Regions from separate parts of the Sus scrofa genome. Here region 2 is linked to region 1. The links are chromatin contacts, called in public promoter capture Hi-C maps. All regions are on one chromosome and are shown on one strand. The core of a region is the stretch at or near the end of the contact, and the rest is flanking DNA. Distances in the headings are between cores, read along the strand shown. Region 1 holds the start of PDIA2 (protein disulfide-isomerase A2). Region 2 holds the start of SNRNP25 (U11/U12 small nuclear ribonucleoprotein 25 kDa protein).

Region 1 (4,538 bases), core at 1,219-3,718:
TGCACCATGGGGCGTCTAGGACAGTGGGGCGTCAGCACAGCCAGCAGGGTCCCCCGCCACCCGCCGGCCCGCTGCGCCGCACTCACAGAACTTGATAAACACATTCTTGGTTTCATCAAAAGCCACCTGCTCGAAATTCTTGCCCACGAGGGTCTTGACGGGCCGCTGGTCCCAGTCTGGGGGAATCTCCTGGCTCAAGCGATAGGGCTGGGGGAAGGGGCCAGGCGCTTCAGTGGGAGGTCTCTCCAGGGAGCGGCTGTTCCCCACCGCCCCCACCCCATGAGCCAACCCGCAGCGGACCTTGAGCTCCCCACCGAGGACTGCGCGGCAGAAGGCTGCAACCGAGGTGGCCGTGACCGGCTCCTTGTCCGCAGGTGCGTACTTCTTGGTGGTCTCCATGTTGACGAAACGCAGGGTGGGGGCCTCCTCGGCCTTGAGGCCGAAGTACTGGAGCACGTGGTCGTTGTTGGCGCCCACGTCCACCACCACAAACAGCACCTGCCAGCAGGGAGTCCGCGTGGGCGCCCCGCCTCCCCACCGCCCCGCCCTCCAGCCCAGCCAGTACCTGCCCCCGGAAACGGGGAGCCGCCTCCCGGAAGCCGCTCAGCCGCTCCAGGTGAGCGGCCAGCGTCTGGTTGATGAACAGCAGCAAGTGGTTAGGGATTCTGGCCGCAAAGATCTTAGGGGATGTCTACAGGGGCAGGTGGAGCTCGTGGGGCGGAGCGCAAGGGCACCTGCCCCCGCCCCCGCCCCCCACCTGCGCCTCCAGCCCAGCTTACCTGCGGGGTGAACTCCGTGACCAGATGCATGCTGTGCGTGAGCAGGAAGCGGGACAGATCCCCCTGGTCCAGGCCCAGCTCCTTGTCCACTGGGAAGTCTGCCCGGCCCTCGTCGTACTGGAGAACACCAGGTGAGTCAGCAGGAGCCATGGCCCTGACCCCCATCCCTGCCGGCCTGACTCCCCGCCTGACCCACCTTCTTGAAAAGGACCACGGTGTCCTTGGTGAGGCCGAACTTCTGAAAGAGCTGTGGCCGGTCCGTGAGGCCAAAAGCCATGTCCAGGGCATCCTGGGCCACAGCCAGGAAGGTAGCCACATCCTTGTCCTGCAAGTCCTAAGGGGCCCGAGCCTCCTAGTTGGCCAGTGGGCCTCACAGGCCCTGCCTCCCTCCCCCCCGCCCCCGCGGGCCACCGCTCACCTGGAAGAAGCCTATGACGACCACGTCCCAGGCACGCATCAGCACGCGGGCACCCTCCTCATCCTCCAGCTGCGTGGCACTGGGCCCCACGCGCCGCCTCAGCCACTCAGCGATGCCTTGGGCCTCCCGTGGGCCTGCAAAGGATCCTTCAGCCTGGGCCCAGCCCCTGCCCCCCGCCCCGCCCTGCCCCGCCCGCTCCGCCCCGTTCCCGGCACCAGTGTATTCCTCCGGGTGCGTGCGGTTCCCGTCGCGGAAGAACTTGAGCGTGGGGTACTCTGTCACGGCAAACTCCTCGGCCAGCTCTGGTTCCGCGGGCCCATCCACCTTGGCCAGCCTGGCCTTGGCCGCCTCTGCTGCCAGCAGGGCAGCCGCCTTGCTGTACTCGGGGGCCAGCGCCTTGCATTGCCCACACCACGGGGCATCTGGGGGACAGGGCCATGAGTGCCCCCGGCCTCCAAGACCCCAGCCGGAGCCCCTGCTCCCGCCCAGCCAGGGCCTGCAGACCTTGGAGTCAGTCAGGTCCAGCAAGGAGCAAGCATCAGGGGCCCACCTGAGCCTCGGCCACATGGAGCCCACGCCCCAGAGACGGGACCCCTCAAGGCCTCCAGCTGGGGGTCCCATGCCAGTCCTGTCCTGACAATGTGTTTTAGGAAGACCCCTCTGGGTGCTGCCCCGAGTCTGGCTTGCCCGCGTCCTGCCTGCTGAGGCCTCCAGCTAAGAAGGGCTCGCACTATGCAAAGGTGGTAAAAGCCCAGAAGACGCCAGCCCGAGTGCGAGCTGGCCCTTTATAGGAAGCATTAGTACAAGATCAATGAGCACAGGTCTCCCCTGCACCTGGCCCCCACTGTGAGGACTGGACCCCAGCCCAGCTCAGCCCCAGGGCTCTGCCTTGGGCGTCCTCTGGCGGAGCGCCAGGAGCACAGTGGGCCCTGAGTGCCGGACGGAGCCCCCGCGGCCCTTGGTGTGAGAACCCCCGGTGGCCCCAGCACTCACAGAACTCCACCAGCAGGGCAGGGTGCTCCCGCAAGGCCAGGCCCAGGGTCCGCCGGTTCAGCACCAAGATCCCATCCTCCTCGGGGACCTCCTCCTCCTCCTGCTCCTCCTCCTCATCGGGGGGCCCCTCTGAGGGTCCCCCGGGCCCTGGCCCCTGGCCCTGAAGGCCTGAGGCCCCGAGCAGCAGCAGTAGCAGCCCCAGCAGGAGTTGGCCGTCCATGGCAGTGCCGGGGCCCACGGGGCGGGGGCAGATAAGGGGGCCGGGGGCCAAGCAGCCACCGCCACGTGGCACCCAGGCCTGGTCGCGGGGAAGATAAGGCCAGCAGGCTCCCCCAGCCCGGGGGAGGGAGGCAGACAGGCGACACCAGGGCACCGAGACAGAGCGACGTTTAATAGGGCTGTTCAGGGCACAGCGCCAGGCCCGGGAAGGGGGCACCCTAGGACAGGACAGAGGGCGTGGGTCACTGAGGGGCCAGGGAAGGCGCAGGGGTCCTTTGCAGCGACTGACAGAGAGAGGCGGGGGGGAACCAGGACCCCACGTGGGGAGACAGCCCCGGGCGGGGGGCGCTCAGCTCTCCCAGTCCTGGCAGATGTGGAGACCCCACTCCCAGGACAGGTGGGGGTTCCTGTCGTCATCCGTGAAGAAGGACGTGACCACGTAGGCGCCCCGCACCAGCGCGCCTCGGGGCGCCTCCTCCACCGGCGTCACGAACTCATACTCCTGGGCGCTCGGGCCATAACTGCCCACCATGTAGACAGCTTTGTCCACTGGGGGAGGGCGGGGGTGTCAGGGACTTCCCTGCGCCCCATGGGCCCCGCCCCGAAGCCCCGCCCGGGCTGCCCCCTCCACGCCGCCCTCACCACGCAGGCCCTGGCGGTAGGTGTGGTGCAGACACTTGAGGCCGCTGACGATCTCCTTGTTGACCTGAGGGACAGGGGGGGTTAAGGGGGACCTCGGGGGCTGGGTCTGTGGCCGGCTGTGTCCCCCATGACAGCCCCTCACCTTGAAGGTAATCTTCACTTTGTAATCAACGCCCTCTTTCAGGACAAACACCTGGCTTTTCAGCGCAGCCACGTCCCCTGTTAGGGAAAGTACAGCCACGTGAGAACTCCTGTGAGAGCCGAGACCCTGCCCCGGAGCCCCCGGGGGGCTGTATCCTCGGCGGCTACGGTCTAAGGACTTGGGATCGCACATGGGGCGCCCAGGAGGCCCATGGTCATGAGCCTGGGTCTCTACCCCAAAGATCAGTCCGTGCTTTGCAGAGGGGGTTACCTGTGAGGTCCCTAGCTGGGGCTCAGGGCTGCGCCAGGCAGTGCGAGAGTTACCTGTGAGGTCCATGGTGATGGGCCCTGGAGCCTGCTCGGACATCAGTGTCAGCCTGGTCACCTGGACGTTGGGCAGGCTTGGGTCTGAAGAGAAACCAGAAGTCTACAGGTGCCCCTGCCTGCCCTCCCTCCAAGCCCAGGGCACGTGCGTACCCACGACAGGTGGCACAGGCCCCAGCAGCGCCCGCTTGTACTTGGCCAGGCTCTCATCGTCCGGGTCCAGCTGCTGGATCTCCAGGAGGCTCTTCCTCCCCGGGGCCTGGTACTCCGGCACAGCCTCGTCTAGCACCTCATCTGGCGGCAGCTGCCCCCCCTCCTTGTCGGTTAGGAGGACTGGGGAGTCAAGGAGGGTGTGTGAGCAGCTGCTGCCAGCTGACCCTGGCATTTGCAGGAACCTGCCATCTGCCCATCTGCCCAGAGGAACTTAGGATGCTGTGAAGGCTCAGGGCACGGGGGGTGGGGGGGGGCGGGAAGATGCAGAGCAGCACCCACAGCCAACCTCTTTGGGAGGGGCCTGGGGCCTGGGCCTGGGTGAAGCTCCCAAGTGGACCCTGGAGGCTGCCTCGTCCTGACCCAGGCATTTGCCCAGGGCCCCTCCCTGACCTTGAGGCCAAAGGCCGGGGGAAGGAAGACCCCAAATGGGGGACAGCCCCAAGGGGTGAGGTCCACCACTGCAGAGGGGAGATTTCTCAGGCCTTCCCTAGATCAGAGGCTGTGCCTTTTTACTGCCCTCCAGGCTCCCCAGTGTCCAAGGGCCGCTTCCCATATTCCCATAATGCTCCCTGGTCCTCCACCCCACGGCTCCTCTCAGGGGTCTCCCACAGCCCCGTGGTTTCCTTCCCATAATGCTCCTGAAGGGCAGTGAGGGTTCTCTCCAAACCCCTGCGCTCAGGCCAGCTCCCCAGGTGCCTCCAGACTCAGTCTCCTGGGCCCCTTCCCATGGGGCTCTGGCAGGGGTCCTTCTGCGCCCTTCCCACAGTCCTAGGCTCCAGCTCCCTTGGTGCCTGGGGCAGGGGCTTTCT
Region 2 (4,402 bases), core at 6-2,505, 170 kb after region 1:
TATTATTTTTCATTTTTTTGGTTTTTTAGGGCTGCACTGGCGGCATATGAAGGTTCCAAGGCTAGGGGTCTAATCGGAGCTGTAGCCACTAGCCTACACCACAGTTCACAGCAACGCCAGATCCTTCACCCACTGAGCAAGGCCAGGGAGGGGTCGAACCTGCAACTTCATGGTTCCTAGTCGGATTCGTTAACCACTGAGCCATGATGGGAACTCCAGAAATCTTTAATACTGGTCTTTTTATCTGACATGATATCATTTTGTTTACCCTAGGTCTTTATAAACCAATGTTGAGTTTTAAAAACACTGTACTGGAGTTTCCATCCCTGGCCCCACTCAGTGGGTCAAGGATCCTGCGTTGCCCATGAGCTGTGTTGAAGGTCGCAGATGCCGCTCTGGATCCTGAGTTGCTGTGGCTGTGGTGTAGGCCAGCGGATTCCAGCCCTAGCCTGGGAATTTCCATATGCCCCAGGTGCGGCCCTAAAAAGACAAAAACAAAAAGCCGAAACAACAAAAAACCTCCTAAACCAACCAAAACACTATACTGAAATGTCATGTGTCCTGACTAGCGGGTTTTTGGCGCTCCTTTTTTATTTTTTTTTTGGCCATGCCCGCAGCATGCGAGAGTTCCTCTGCCAGTCGAACGCACGCCCAGCAGCACCCGAGCCACAGCAGTGACAATGGCGGAGTTCTTAACCGCTAGACTACCAGGGAACCCTTCGTAAATGCCGCGCCGGAGACCAGTGCCTCGCTCGCCTCCCAGGCCCAGTCGGAGCCTAGACCCTCGTTTACGCCCTGAGGCCGCTTCTGGAGGTCTCCGGGCCGCTGCCATCATCGGTACCCCAGAATCGGTCCTCTCCCTGACGCTGGGCTCCGGAGCGGGGGAAGAGGCCCCGACCCATGCGCACCTGGATCGGAAGGTCGCAGAGCAGCGGGTCCTGCACCACCATGGCCAGACCCTCTTGGAAAACGTCCACCGCCTCGGAGTGCGGCAGTGCCTCTTCCTCATCCTCCTCGTCCTCCTGCGGCTCTGGCCGTCCCGAGGCCCCCGCCACCTCCAGGGCGCCTCGCAGCCCGCGGGTTCCGCCCCCACACCGCCTCTCGCGACCCGGGCCCGGGATTCCCGGGCTTCCCGCGGGGAAAGCCACCCACGGCCCGGCCTTTGGTCGAGGGGCGGGGCTACCGCCAGGACCAATGAGAAATGATGCTTTGGGAGCCAGCCTGCCGCAGTGCACACTGGGAGTGCGGAGCCGACGTGCCTACTGGTGGGCTGATTGCTGAGAGGCGGCCGCCGGGACCAATGGGGAGTTCGGGGCGCCCGGAAGCCCCCGGAGTCCACGGCCAGGGAGCTGCAGGGAGCGTAGGCTGGGCTGTCGTGATGCTGCTCTTCTGCCCAGGCTGCGGGAACGGGCTGATTGTGGAGGAGGGTCAGCGCTGCCACCGCTTCGCCTGCAACACCTGCCCCTATGTGCACAACATCACCCGCAAGGTGGGTCCGCGCCGGCCTCCCGGCACGCAGGGCCGCAGCCGTCGTTCTCGCGGAGCGCGCCAGGCCCTGACCCTCACCTCCCCTAGCTCCGTCCTCTGCTTGGGTTTCGCGTCCCAGCAGCCTCTTGCCCGCACCGCCAGCCTCTCGGAGGCGCCCCGGTCTTGCCCAAGGCGCTGCTTCCAGGGTCTGTGCAGGAGTTTTCTGTTCTAGTCGCTCTTCCCCTAGGGACTCACTCGTTCCTGTCACTCCTGCCTGTATTTACCTAAGGGATTGTTTATATAAATGCGGCCTTTCCGTTCCCTAGTTTTATTTTTCATATAGGGCTCACTGCCTTCCAGTATACTTTCTTTTCTTTCTTTCTTTTTGTTTGTTTAGTTTTTGTTTTGGCCGCGCCCCCGGCACCCTGGCATGCACAAGTTCCTTGTGCTGGGGACGTGGCTCGGATCGTCATTGTCGAAAAATGAGGCACGTGAACACGGGGAGATCTCGACAAGGCTCTTTACTGCTGCAGAAGGGCGCTGGGCACCCCAAAAAGTGCGCGTGCCCCGAACAAAGGACCCTCCCCTGTTTATCCCTAACACAGGGGATGTACCCTGTCCCCTTCCCGTGGGTCAGGTCAGGGTGCACGTTCTTCCCAGTTGGCTAATTTGAAACAAACTGTTACTGGGAGAAGAGGGAAGGGGGGGGGGTTGCAGGAAGGCATTTCAGCAAAATGGAGTCACCAAGATTTCTTTTGCTTATGTCGCTTTCCACACCTGCAAACCTGCACCACAGCAGCGACAGAACCGGGACAGAACCAGGGCGGTAACCCGCTGAGCCAGCAGGGAACTCCCAAGTGCTACTTTCTCCTTAGTATTTGTATAGATTTGTATAGTGTCCTGCCATGTGGCCGTGTTGTGGGAGTTTAGGGTCTGAAACGACGCGGAGGGTGGACTCTTACCTACCCCGACAGGTCAAGGACGGCTGGTAGAACCTGGCAAGTGCTTAGAAAGCTCTGCCCGGAGCCTGGGGGGGGGGGGCGGCTCCCCGGCTGAGATTGCCCTTCTTTGGCCTCAGTTCTCTGGGGCCTCGTCTCGGGCTACCCAGCCTTAGGGGGTGTGGGAGAAGAGGAGGGCCATACCCGAGCCATGCTTCTCTTGCTCCTCTTGCTTTGTCCAGTCCTTGCAGAGACCTTCTCTTGGGGCAGTCCAATCATGGGTCCTCTAAGTTCTGATGGAGCAGGGCCTCTGCCTGTCCAGTACCCCTCCCGTCCGGGTTGAAGGGTGGAAGAAGCCAGACACCTGCGGGCAGGTGTGGTTAGGTGATCCTGGGGTGTGCGGTTCAGTCAGTTGGAGAGACTGAAGAGTGGCTGTTGTTTGTTAGGTAACGAATCGGAAGTACCCAAAGCTGAAAGAAGTGGATGACGTGCTTGGTGGAGCAGCTGCCTGGGAGAACGTCGACTCCACCGCAGGTGAGAGGGAGAGGCCTGTTCCCGGGCAGAGCTGTGGATGGTACGGGGCTGCTGACTCTGCCCCTCCGTGGCAGTCTGCTTGTGCTTCTGCGAAGAGGAAGTCTATATTTTCTTCCTTAATAATTTCTTAGAAATTTTTATTTATTCATGTGGTGGTTTTTTTGGTTTGTTTGTTTTTTGCTTTTTAGGGCCCCACCCACGGCATATGGAGGTTCCCAGGCTAGGGGTCTAATCAGAGCTGCAGCCGCTGGCCTCCACCCCAGCCACAGCAAGGCCAGATCCTTTACCCACTGAGTGAGACCAGGGATTGAACCCACAACCTCATGGTTCCTAGTCGGATTCGTTTCCGCTGCGCCACAACAGGAACTCCTTCCTTGATACTTTCTTTGTTCCAAAACCAGTGTCGGCACAAGCTTTGGAGCTGTTCAGACCTGATTTCGAATCTTGAGGTGGCTTACTGCCTTATGACCGTGACCTTTCTGGGCTACCTCCACATGCCACAAGTTCCCCGGCCAGGGACTTGGTCCGCGCCGCAGCCGCAACCCAGGCCGCTGCAGTCGGATTCTTCAGCCTCTGTGCCACACTGGGCATCCTTTTTGAAGTAACCGTGGGTCCCTTGTTTTTCTCACGCCAGAGCCGTGTCCCAAGTGTGAGCATCCTCGGGCCTATTTCATGCAGCTCCAGACCCGCTCTGCCGACGAGCCCATGACCACCTTCTACAAGTGCTGCAATGCTCAGTGTGGACACCGCTGGAGGGACTAGGGCCGGGTGGCCCCGCTGCCCAGCATCTGCTCACCTCATTCCCCAGGGCGGATTCCCAGCTGGAAGGGAACTGCGGGTTCTGAGCATCTTTGCCGGTGTGGCAGAAAGCCAGCCTTCTCAGAGTGGCCCGGCCGGGGGGCCAGGAGATGGCCCCCATCGCCCAGGCAGTGGATGAATTTGCTGACGTCCAGGGAGAACTTGTGTTTGGGGGCAGTGGCCACACCAAGTGCGTCTTATTTAGGGTCCTGTTATCCATCTTTCCCGTTTAGTGGGCAGTGAGCTTTCTCTCGCCACCAGCTGACGCTCGTAAACATTTATTTATATGTTGGCACACCCAAGAAAATGGGGCTTTGACTTAGAACACTAGCTGTCCTTAAGTATTTAGCTGTTAGTTGCAAACTCGGTGGATCAGCGTTTATTCTGAATATTTACTTAAAATTAAAATCCGATACCACCTTCTCAGGGTTTTAAATGCCTTAAGGTGGAGACGCCAAATCCCAAAACAAGAATCCAAAACTGACTCCTGTGTGTAGGACTAGTGTGGTTATGACATTGTCAATGGCGTGGATTTTCTTTTATTATTTTGATTCTCAATTCCTGGGATTGCGGTAAACTTAGGAGATGGTATTTCTTTGATACTTGATGCTTTGTCCATCTCTCTCCTCTAAAGGGGAAAAGGACACCTGAGGGCCAGCAGGGGG

What was found. Promoter capture Hi-C pulls out the DNA fragments that hold promoters and counts their contacts.
Region 2: a promoter capture Hi-C map of fetal liver shows a contact between it and region 1, with 2.4 times the contacts expected there. The contact joins the promoter of SNRNP25 here to the promoter of PDIA2 in region 1. A contact is called at or near these places in 1 of 5 promoter capture datasets (fetal liver) and 1 of 47 Hi-C or Micro-C datasets (omental adipose tissue).

The regions. Positions count from the first base shown.
Region 1 is chr3:41,395,079-41,399,616 of Sscrofa11.1, forward strand. PDIA2 (protein disulfide-isomerase A2) reads right to left here and starts at 2,469. Exons shown (of 11, transcript XM_021086939.1): 1 at 2,191-2,469; 2 at 1,413-1,619; 3 at 1,198-1,331; 4 at 976-1,113; 5 at 780-896; 6 at 566-691; 7 at 301-498; 8 at 127-207; 9 at 1-15. The coding sequence starts at 2,410. It overlaps ARHGDIG (rho GDP-dissociation inhibitor 3), which reads right to left. Exons shown (of 6, transcript XM_021086943.1): 2 at 3,670-3,849; 3 at 3,517-3,600; 4 at 3,194-3,270; 5 at 3,052-3,115; 6 at 2,562-2,958. The coding sequence ends at 2,759.
Region 2 is chr3:41,570,473-41,574,874 of Sscrofa11.1, forward strand. SNRNP25 (U11/U12 small nuclear ribonucleoprotein 25 kDa protein) reads right to left here and starts at 1,256. Exons shown (of 5, transcript XM_005655108.3): 1 at 909-1,256. The coding sequence starts at 1,256. It overlaps POLR3K (DNA-directed RNA polymerase III subunit RPC10), which reads left to right and starts at 1,237. Exons shown (of 3, transcript XM_003124677.5): 1 at 1,237-1,489; 2 at 2,852-2,939; 3 at 3,574-4,402. The coding sequence starts at 1,301. The coding sequence ends at 3,701.